Regions from separate parts of the Mus musculus genome. Here region 1 is linked to region 2. The links are chromatin contacts, called in public Hi-C maps. All regions are on one chromosome and are shown on one strand. Each heading gives the region's core, a stretch centred on a gene start, on an enhancer-like site or on the middle of the called end of the contact. The rest is flanking DNA. Distances are from core to core; before and after follow the strand shown.

What was found. A called contact is a pair of places that touch in the nucleus more often than the background predicts.
Region 1: a contact with region 2 is called in a Hi-C map of muscle stem cells, with 2.4 times the contacts expected there. The contact joins two enhancer-like sites. A contact is called at or near these places in 1 of 484 Hi-C or Micro-C datasets (muscle stem cells) and 1 of 115 datasets of contacts at active chromatin or transcription factors (acute myeloid leukemia).

The regions. Positions count from the first base shown.
Region 1 is chr17:84,572,480-84,577,821 of GRCm38.p6, forward strand. It overlaps Plekhh2 (pleckstrin homology domain containing, family H (with MyTH4 domain) member 2), which reads left to right. Exons shown (of 30, transcript NM_177606.4): 12 at 2,452-2,588; 13 at 2,688-2,798; 14 at 3,238-3,324; 15 at 4,679-4,837. Among named protein-coding and RNA genes, the nearest start is that of 4930500A05Rik, 23 kb to the left of the region's middle. Within about 2 kb of position 1,627, at least 24 of the 459 cell types and tissues checked have an H3K27ac peak or open chromatin away from gene starts, as enhancers often do. A contact at or near this core is called in muscle stem cells, where this site is marked.
Region 2 is chr17:83,979,886-83,985,562 of GRCm38.p6, forward strand. No RefSeq gene overlaps it. Among named protein-coding and RNA genes, the nearest start is that of 8430430B14Rik, 16 kb to the right of the region's middle. Within about 2 kb of position 3,361, at least 87 of the 459 cell types and tissues checked have an H3K27ac peak or open chromatin away from gene starts, as enhancers often do. A contact at or near this core is called in muscle stem cells, where this site is marked.

The sequences.
Region 1 (5,342 bases), core at 377-2,876, 590 kb after region 2:
CTACCCCCTGCCTCTATGAGGGTGCTCCCCTCCCCCACTCCTGCCTTCCCATCCTGGCATCCCCTTACACTGGGGCATGGAACCCCAACAAGACTAAGGGCCTCTCCTCCCACTGATGTCCAACAAGGCCATCCTCTGCCACATATGTGGCCAGAGCCATGGGTCCCTCCATGTGTACTCTTTGGTTGGTAGTCCAGTCCCCGGGAGCTCCTGGAGTTCTGGCCGGTTAATATTGTTGCTCCCTCCATGGGGCTGCCAACCCCCTTAGATCCTTCAGTCTCTTCTCCAACTCCTCCATTGGGACCCCGCACTCAGTCCAATGGTTGACTGTGAGCATCCACATCTGTATTTGTCAGGCTCTGGCAGAGCCTCTCAGGAGACAGCTATACCAGGCTCCTGTCAGCAAGCACTTCTTGGCATCTACAACGTTATTTATAATTCTTAAGTGTCAAGAAAACACACCTACAATTTGTGTTGGCTAATCTGATATTAATGTAGAAAACAACCGCAACTTTACTTCATGCATTCGTATAGCTTTTAATAATAATTTAAAAGTTGTATGTGTACATGCGAAACTACACACATGTGAAACTCAGAGGACAGCTCCAGTGTTGCCTCCCACTTTGAGACAAGGTTGGACTTAACACATGAGCTAGCAGGCCCACATGCTTCTTGGGGGCCTCTTGTGTTTCTGTCTACCATCTTGTGCTGGAATCACACATCCTCACCACTGTGTCTGCCCTTATCTGGATTTGGGGGATCCGAACTCAAGTCCTCGTGCTTATGTCTACTTTGTCCCTTGAGCTGTCTCTCCAGCACAACTTGGAGTGAATTGTGCGCACAGACAGAGGCTACAGAGAGGTCTCAGTAAGTGGTACCCGTACTTTAGGGAAGCCTTGGATATGGGTTGATTTTCAAACTGCGTGGCACACAACTGCTGCGGCCTTGGGAGCCACGGGCTTCAGCTGGAGCCGCTAAGCTGCCTGTGGGTCAGCGTTTGGGCTTTCGCCAGTTTCCTTGCTCCATCTTGGTTATGTCACATTGTTGCTGTGACTGCAGCTGCTAGTGTTCCTCAAACAGCTCTTAGGATTCCCTTTTATGTCTTTAAACCCCCGCCCCTTTCCCTTCTCTTCCCTTAGTCAAGGCTGAGCTCACAGACCCTCTTGTTTACAGGTTGGGTTTGTTTGTTTGTTTTTTTTTAATGCCTATTTTGTTTTGAGACAGGGTTTCTTGTAGCCCAGGCCAATCTTGAACTTGCTCTGTAGCCCAAGTTGATCTTCTTCTACCTATCTTCCTGCATTCCCCATCCTCCTGAGCGCTGGGCGTACTTAGATGTGTACCATCATGCTTGACCCCCATGTTTGTGTAACTCCTCCTCCTCATGGCTCTGTTCAAACATGGCTGGCTCTACCCTGACCAAGCCCTTCAGATCATTGTCTTTGCCATTCTTTGGTGGCCTGCTTGTCTATTACACTTTAGTCTGCTCTGCATTTCGTTTCGTTGTTGTTGTTGTTGTCACACTTACTACCTGTTGGGCTTCTGTTTTCCTTCACTAGACTCTGTTACAAGAGGACTCAAACATTTCTTTTGTTGTGCTTCATAGCCCTAGCACCTCAGACAGGACTTAGTGCGTTAGCCCTGGGCTTGGAATCTGAGCTTTGCCCTCCAAAATCACCCCTGGCTAGTTGCTTGACTTTGCATAAATCCTGCTGTCTCTGGATCTTTCGCCGCTTAAACAATGAGGACATTAGCTAGGATGATCTCTGAGGTTTTACATGTCTGGTGTCTGTGTCAGACAGCTGTTGTTTGTCTGAACAAGTAAGCAAAGGCTAATATTATATGAGTGGTCTTCTTGTGTGCCGTTTAGTAACCATCCTTTTAGATGCATATTAGCCTAAGTTCTTGAGTTAATGTTTGTAAATCTCCACTTATATTTACCATCTATATATGGCTTGTAACTCACAGGAAACTTTGTAAAAAGTCAACTCAATTAGTGTGAAAATGTTCCATTGCATTTTGCTTCATAGCTGTCAGTGTATGAATAGCATGTTTGCGTCTTTGAGGCTTTAGTGAGGGGTTTTCAAAGCCAGTGAGCTGGTTAATAGTTTACTAGACTCTCATAGAGAACTCTATTGAGCTCAACATCTGTTTGCCTATGTAACAATATACAAATACACATATTTTATGTCTTTTAATACGGCGCACTAGTGAACTTGGATGATATTTGATATATGTGAGAAAACTCACGGTTCCAATCATACCAAAATATTATTTATGTTCTTTTGACTTCCATGGAAATTTTGAAAGTTCTCCATGACGGGAAGAATGGGAGTAAATCTTGTAAAGGTGGTTTAGGATGTAGGAGCTGGTTGCTGTCCGCAGGAGAACTTACTAGCTGTTGGCCAGCGCCAGCAGGAAATCGTGACTCAATTTCTATCTTTGTTTTCCTAGGCGTGTCTGACTCCTCCGCAGCTTCTGAAAGTGACTATGCCATTCCTCCGGATGCCTATCCCATAGACGCAGAGTGTTCGCAGCCCGAGCAGAAACTTCTAAAAACCTGCCTGGCCTCCTGTGACAATGGGAAAAATGTAAACGAGCAATCAGACTCTGAAAAAAAAAATGAATCTGTTAGTTTGACTTGCCAGAAGTAAACAAAATCCCATTGTCAAATGTTTTCTCTTCATTAGGAACCATTAGAAAAATCTGGGTACCTACTGAAAATGAGCGTGAGAGTCAAGACTTGGAAGCGGAGGTGGTTTGTTCTGAAAGGAGGCGAATTACTTTACTACAAGTCACCAGTGAGTGGGCAGTGCTCGCTGTTGGGAGTGCTCCTGTTGGCAGTGCTCCCGTTAGGGCCTGAGTTCCTCACACTGTAAAACAGACTCACAACTGGGCTTTTTTTTTTTCTCTCTGTGTGATAAAAAAATAATAATTGTGGAGCCTGGAGAGATGGTTCAGCATTGGCTGTTCCTGCAGAGCATCCTGGTTCCTGCAGAGCCCAACACTGACATGGAGGGCTCATGACCATCGTAACTCCAGTCCAAAGGGATCTGACAGCCCCTCTGGGTGGTACAGCCACTGCATGCTCGTGAAGTGTAGACATACATGCCAGCAAGACATGCATACACATGAAATAAAAATGCAGGTTAAAAATCAATAATAGATTAAGGACACAAAACATTTCCTGTAGTTGCTGTTATAGCTGCTACTCTCTCTATTTTTGCTCCTTTTGCACAGAGCGATGTGATTCGGAAACCCCAGGGCCACATTGAACTGAGTGCATCCTGCAGTATTTTACGGGGCGATAACAAGCAAACGGTTCAGGTACACATCACTTCAATTCATTATTCTTTGCTTTAGTACCATTTTTTAAAAAAACAGTTCTCAGTTGAGATTAGATTGTTTGGTACATTTTATTAGTTTTAGAATTAGTTTGTAATAATCCAATCTTTTTTTTAGCTAACTCTGTACTTCAAACTAAGTACGGGTATTTCCCACTACTGCCCTGTGCCTTTTCTCCCTGAGTTTTTATTTAATCTCCTGAGCATTTCCAGCTCTCAAAATATCAGGCTGTCAGGGGAGGTTTATCCAGTAAATGAATTTCTGAGGTGTTTGTAACATAATATTGAATTCAGGAACCCTTGTATAGAATCGGACAGTGACAATTAGTTCTCCCATGAACCTCAAAGAGGGAAAGCTATTGTTGACCAGAGGCACAGTTCTGCCAAGTGTTATCAAAGATGGCTGATTCTCATCTCACCCAAACATAAGTCTGCTAAATTTAAATCAGGCTCTGAGATATTCTAAATTCAGACACTTTGCTTCTGACATGTTTCAATAACATTTGTTTGTGGTGGTGGGATTATTTTGTTTGTCTTTTTCTAAGTAGCCCTGGCAGTCCTGGAACTCACTTTCTAGACCAGGCTGGCCACAAACTTAGATCTGCCTGCTTCTGCCTCAAGTGCTGAGATTAAAGTTTGTGCGCCCCCACTGCTGGCCATCCACTGTATTATATTATTATCGTTAATCAGTATTATCATATCATCATCATTATGACTTTGTCTTGCTCCTGTGGAGGGTAAAAATTTGTCTAGAAAGGTTCCATGGTTGATGCTGTCATTGAACCGGGGATGCCTGAGTTTAAATGGATGAATCAGAGAAAGCTCTGTTGTAGAGCATGACTGTAAAGAATTGATTGGAAAGCCCTGAAATTTTGGGGGAAATTGGCAACACAGTTAATTTGAGACTGGAATGCTGTGAGTTCGTGGAAAAGGGTCACGTGCAGCCGCAGGAGTTGGTGTAGAATTCTTCTCATTTGTTTATGGTTCGTTGCGTCACTTCTCTCCATGAACATCCCCTCTTGCACTGTTAACTGTGCGTGAGTTCACCGTCACCTTTAACCTTCCTGTTCAACAGCCTAGAGCTTGTCACACAGAGGGGAGAGAAAGAACATGTGACAATTACAGATATAAAACCACAACCCTAGATTTAACAGTATGAAGTGTGTCAGACCCACGTGAGAAGGACTCAGTGGCCGACATTCTCAGACAGTGGCTAAAGGATTCTCCATTTCCTTGAAACCAGACACTAGGTGAACCATGTGCACTTCCCTGTCAGTAGCGATGCTTGACTGGACAGGACTAAGTCATCATGACTGCCTCTCTGTATCCCCTTCCAGCTGGCCACAGAGAAGCACACATACTATCTGACGGCGGATTCTCCCAATATACTGGAAGAATGGATCAAAGTGTTACAGAGCGTTCTGCGAGTACAAGCTGCGAACCCTCTTTGCCTGCAGCCTGAGGGCAAACCCGCAGTAAAGGGCTTGCTCACCAAGGTAGGACCCTTGTCCTCGGCAGCATCCTAGGCTGCTGCTTTGGTGAGTGCGATGCATCATGAATGGTGAAGCTCAGATAGTAAATCTATATCTAATATTCTGTTTGGGGGTAAGATAGCTCAAAGTGCTTTCTGCCAAGCCTGAAGGTCTGAATGTGTGTGTGTGAGTGAGTGAGAGAGAGAGAGAGAGAGAGAGAGAGAGAGAGAGAGAGAGAGAGAGAATTTGTGCATGAGAGACTTCACAATACATCATGACATACTCCTATTGCACTAAGTACTTACATGTGGGAGATGGTTCTCATCTTTAACCTGAGGGTTCTGAGGTTAAGTGCAGACCACTAGACATGGTGTTAAGCACCCACCAGCCCTGAGCTTGTTCTGTGAGACAAAGGTTTATCAACAAGGCTAGCTGGTCAGAGTCCTGAGGGATCAATCCTCTTCCACACAAGGGGATTAAAAGCACACACCACAGTGCCTGGCTTTTTCTCTGGGTGCTGGAATAAACT
Region 2 (5,677 bases), core at 2,111-4,610:
GTCAGAAGTGACAGTTGAGGCCCCACCCACCTGTAAGCACTCCAACCCCATCCTTAGAATGCTTGGCAGGCTCAAGGGTTTGCTTTAGACCAGGGTATTTGGGGAAAGAGACGAGGGGGTTGGGAACCAGTTGACATGAGTGATTTGACCAAGTCTGAGGTCCTAGGTCAGTGGCCCAGTGAGCCTCCCATTCTGCCCCTTTCAGGAGACAGAAGTCTGGAAAGCTGCCCCACACCCTCTTCTTTGATGTCTGCATCATCCATGCCCTCTCTCATCTTGCCCTCTTCTTCACCTCTGTCCCTCACATCCTCCTCACCCCACCCCTTTCCTCCTCCTCCCAGCCTCTTTTTATTTCTCTGGGCACACAAATGCTCACCTCTCAGAGCTCTTACCCAGCCAGCATCCATGAGCAGTTGGGGCACGTGCCACCACCTCATCTAGAGGAGAAAGGTGATGCTCAGAGCAGATTTTAGCACATGGTTTCAATGGTAATGTAGAATTTGGGTGTGGGACCGGCAATACCCTCCTGTGGGTGGTGAATCTGAACTATATGCAGAAGTATAGTTTCCAAAGTTTCACGACCGCCCCATCCTTCCCAGCTTCATTTGGAAACTTCCAGAATGTCCTAACATAAATGTGAACTAATAGGGTCATGCAGTCACATTTCTCTACTTCCTGCTCAGAAGGATAGGGTGTCTAGAACATGCAAGCTTTTCCCTCCCCGTGGATATCAGAGCTTCTCCCCAGCAATTCCTTGAGAGCCTGTCCTCTGATTGCCCGCCTCCTACTTAGAGCACCTGCTATGATCAGACATGGTACTGAAGGATACACGAGAACCCCTTCATCCAACATGTCCCCAGCCTCAAACGATGCTGTTTCTTCAATGTTCAGGTAAGGGGACAGCCTCATCCAGACTACATCCTGTTGATTCTGGAAACAGTGTTCTCGGTGTCTACTCCTTGGACGTTTGAGAACTTTCATCCCACCCATAGTGAGTGACTTGATAGTGTACCCTCTTTGGATGCTGCTGGACGCTGTCAGTTAGCATGCCCCCGGCTGCACTGTTTCGGCACCCACAGGCAGAACCAGTCAGGATGGGGTTAAATGATCCAATACAATGCCCTTGTGTCATGCCTGGCAACTAAAACCAATCACACCCTTTTCTGGATGAGGACCTGAGGTTCTGGGATTGGGGGCACACAATCTTTGTAGAGTTGTAAGGAGGTGAGTTGAAGTTCAGGGACTTGGGGCTGCTTCTCAGGCCTGAGTGGTTTAGTTCTCTTTTGGGTGAGCTTTTCTTGATGCTGCAATATAACACTGGACAGAAGAAAGTAGGAAGAGGAGGTATACTTGGCCTCACAGTTTCAGTCCCTCGTGGCTTGGCAGGCAGGTGTTAGATCTCTTTACACGGAGCCTGCACCAGGAAGCAGAAGTCCTACATCCAAAGCGGATACAACCAAGGCCTATCCCTAAATATCCAACTCCATTGGGCCACAGTCGCAAAGGTTCTACAACCTCTCAGGACAGCGCCACCAGCTGAGGGACAGGTATTCAAAGCATATTCACCCATCGAGGGTAATTCAGATCCAAATACAACATCCTTGGATCTCTACCGTGTCTCTTCAGATGAGACTGGCTGCCAAGGGCTCCTTTTTGAGAAGGGTTCCCACGTGGCTATTGTGGGGACTAGGCTGGTGGAAAGGGGTAATTTACATTCCCTTCCTCACTTGGGAACTCCTGTAACCTGCACAGTGATGCTGTGACTGTTACCATAGCTGTGAAGACCCACTCTCTCACCAGAAACTGGCTTCCAGGCAAGCCAAAATGAGACTTACCCTGTCCTTATGTTGGGGGGTTAGAGGGATCTCTGAGCTTCTTATGGGTAAGAAAGCCTAGGACACATCAGGAGACTGAGGACCCTGGTGGCCTCTGTGTGTGTATCGGGGTGAGAGGAAGTCCACACACCCTCAGGACACCCTTGGAGAGTCTGCAGCAGAGGTGCCATGGTGGATCAAGGTAGTCTCAAAGGCTTTGAGTTGTTGTATGATTCCACTAGGTCTGTGTTGTCCTCCTGGACCCCTTCTGCCAGGCTCCTCTGCCTGCTCTTCTTTCCTCTCCTCACCAATGTTTACCCTTGCCTCTCCCAGAAACCCAGCAGTGAGGGCTCCCACTTCCAGACTTCTCACTCCATACATCAGAGCTGCTGTTTATGCAGCCCTTATGGTAGGCCAGGAACTTTTGTATTGTACACACACACACACACACACACACACACACACACACACACACGCACGCTCAGGTGTAGAGAAGGGAGGCTTCTCGTGGGTCACCTACGGTAGCTGGTAAATGGAGGCCCTGAAAGCTCTCAGCCCTGGCTTGTAAATAACTTGGCCACTAGAGAAATAGAATCCCCACTCTGGGTGTCCCCCACACTGTCTTCTTCAGCAGACAGCCTCTGTCTGGCTTGACATCCTAAACAGGGCAGGATCATCCCAGGAGAAGCCCCCTCCCTCAGCCTTCCTTGATGTCTCCATCTTTCTCCCAGGCCTGCATGCCTTCCTCACCTCCCATTACACTTCTAAAGCTGCCATTCCCACTCTCCCACTCTCCACTTCCACTCCTTCCTCTGCCATCCTCCGTTATGTTTCTCCATCCTGGCAGAATGGAGGGAGCCGCTGAGCCGTGGTAGATGATCCCCTCACAAGTCCTAAGAAACCCCAGAAAACAGCAAGGCTCCTGTTAGTGTTCCAGCCACGGTCCTGCCAGCATTCTCGCAGGCCATCTCGCTCCCAGATGCACTACTCCACCATCTGAGGAACCTCTCGGACTTCTTTTAGGGATGACCCCAATGGACCAAACGCCTCTGCAGTCGTGCTGAGACCATCAGAGCAGGTCTCCCTCCACAGCTGGATTCCCCAACTCCTGCCCTTCATCGCTTCCTTGCCTTTCCTTTCCCAGGCCCCAGATCTGAGGCCTGTGGTCACTGCTGGCCAGCACATCGTGGCAGGGGGCTGCTTTCCAGACAGACCCAGAAAGAATCCCCTCTCGGGTTGAGGGACAAGCCGGGGAAGAGGTCACCCTTGGACAGCACAGAGCTCTCTTGGCATTTCTTGAAAATTGCGAAAATGTTGGCTTTGTCTAAGCAAGTTAGAAAAAAAAAATCCATGCCATCTCCCACAGATGACACTGTTTCTCAGGCCATGGAGCCACAGTTGGTAGACAAATAACACATTAAAAATAGCCAGTGTTTCCCAATCTTACAGCCTCTGGGGGCTGCAGGGAGAGGCCTTGGCAGAGCGGGGGTTTTGCCGGCCCATTGTTTGCCTGCCCTGGCTCTGGTGGGCGTGGGGGCCGTTTGTAGGCGCAGTAATTCCCGGTCAGAAGGGGGAGGAGCGTGAGTTCTTGGCCAGGATGAGCTAGATAACGTGCACTTGAATGGAGACGCTGTTTGCTGTTTATTTTTCCTTTCCTGGGCCAAGAAATATAGCACGCTCCATTTTGACCTTCTGTTTCTACCAACTCCCCTTCCCCCCTTCCCTCTGCTAGATCTTTTTTTTTTTTTTTTTTTTTAAAGCGTGCAAGGGAGACCGAGATACAAGGTCTTATTTCCATCTGGGCTCTGGCCCAAGAACTCTGACCAAAAAAAAAAAAAAAAGTTACTTAAGTCATATCTCCATCATCTGCAGATGGCTGTGTATTTATTTCTCACCAAAGTAAAATCCCAAATGGACTATAGATATTTGCACGAGTCAAAACTGCTTCCTCCCTGCAGAGCTGGGACGGAGCTTTGATCCTTCTGAGAAAATAGAGAGGTTGGCTCCAGCCTGGCAGCCATGATGTGTCATGGACCCTGTTGGGGTGGGATGAGGTCCGGGGTCCGGAGAGACCGACCAAATGCGCCAGGTGGGCACAGTGCTCAGAAAAAGCAGCTTGGAGGGAGCCAAGTGGTGTGTGTGTGTGTGTGTGTGTGTGTGTGTGTGTGTGTGTGTTAGAAATTAAAACAGGAGGGGTCACTGGGCAAGTGACTGGCCCAGAATAACCCTCTGTCGGACCACAACCACTGTCTGAACTCTGAGCAAGCCAGTATGTGGAGGGAGAGCCAGTTTGTGGAAAATTATCCAGCCAAATCCACTGCCCCCAGACACAGAGCCCTGCTTTTAGGCATTCAGCTTCCATTTTCCTTTGAATCCTCAGCCCTAGACACTGAGTTTTGCATAGGGAGATAGATGGTCCTCGGACTAAGTGCCTAATCTGTTTCACGGGGAGCCTACGTTGTGCTGAGGCTGACTATCCCTACCACTGGGGGGGGGGCCCTCCCGACTAGAGTCCTCAGTGGTCCTTTCTCTTCAGAACCCAGCTCCTAGATTCTAGAAGAGCTAAGTAAGGACTGAACTCTCCAAACCGAGAGACTCCTTCCTTAGGGGTTCTGAGGGCGAATGTGGCTGAATGGAGAAGCAAAGTGTGAAGGCCGGCTGCCAACAGCGTGCTTTCCTGTCTCCTCTCCTTGTCCCCTGGTCACTGACGAGCAGAATGTGTTTGCATGGCTCCCTCTGTTTCTTGGTTTCCCCTCCTTTGGCTTCAGAGACCCTCCGGCCATCTGACTTCCATAACCTGAGTCCCATGTTCAGCATCTAGGACAATATTTAGATGTGTCCTTAATGGCTGTCTGTGGGAAGGGAATGTTGGAGTGGGTGGGGCTGAGAACACATATGGAAACTAATCCACAGAGAAGCCGGAACACTGAAAGTATTTTGATGTCCTTTCTAGAATATTCCAGGCCTTTTGTTTTTGTTTTTAATTAATTTACTTATTTTCTTACTTACTCATTTTACATCCCACTCACTGTCCCCCTCCTGGCCACCCTTTCCCACAATCCTTCCCTCATCCCCTCTCCTTCTCTTCTGTGTGCTCCCCCCCCCCCTCCCCGTATTCCCCCTACTCTGGCACTTCAAGTCTCTGTGAGGCTAGGTGCTTCCTCTCCCACTGAGGCCAGACAAGGCAGCCCAGGAGAAGAACACATATCCCATGGACAGGCAACAGCTTTAGGGACAGCCCCCGTTCCAGTTGTTTAGGACCCACATGAAGACCAAGCTACACATCTACTACATGTGTGCACTTGAGGGCGGGGGGGGGGGTGCATATTCCAGGCTTTTTTTTAGTAATCTTCTCTACTCTTTCCCACGTCTATGAAATGCCCCTAATGAGGAGTGTCGGAGCCTTGTGGCTCTGCAGGGCTGGGGTAGAACCCTTGGGCCCAAGTCTGACTCTGGTAGAATCCCCAGGATACAGTCAGCAGTATCTGGTAGCTGGGCCTGCGGCCTGTGTTTGGTTCATTCAGTCGGCTTCTCTGGCTCCTGGCAGGGGGGGTGGGGGGGTAGGGGGGTAGCAGCCTCACCACCCCCCACCCACCCCCACACACACCAGTCCCACCCTCTCCCACAGACAGCCCTTGGCTTTGCAATGTGCTCTCTTCTTGAGACTTTCAACAGAGCAGAGTCTGGCCTGGCCCACCTCAAAAGAGTGACCCTGAGTCATGGCCCTGGACCTGGACAGGACGTGGTTCTCGCCGGTTCAGAAAACTACGGCAAAGTCAGAAACCATCTGCACCTCTCCTTCCGCCCTAGACGTTATTTATGCGTGCGGCTTTGTGTTTGTGGCTAAATGTGGCTCTGTGAGG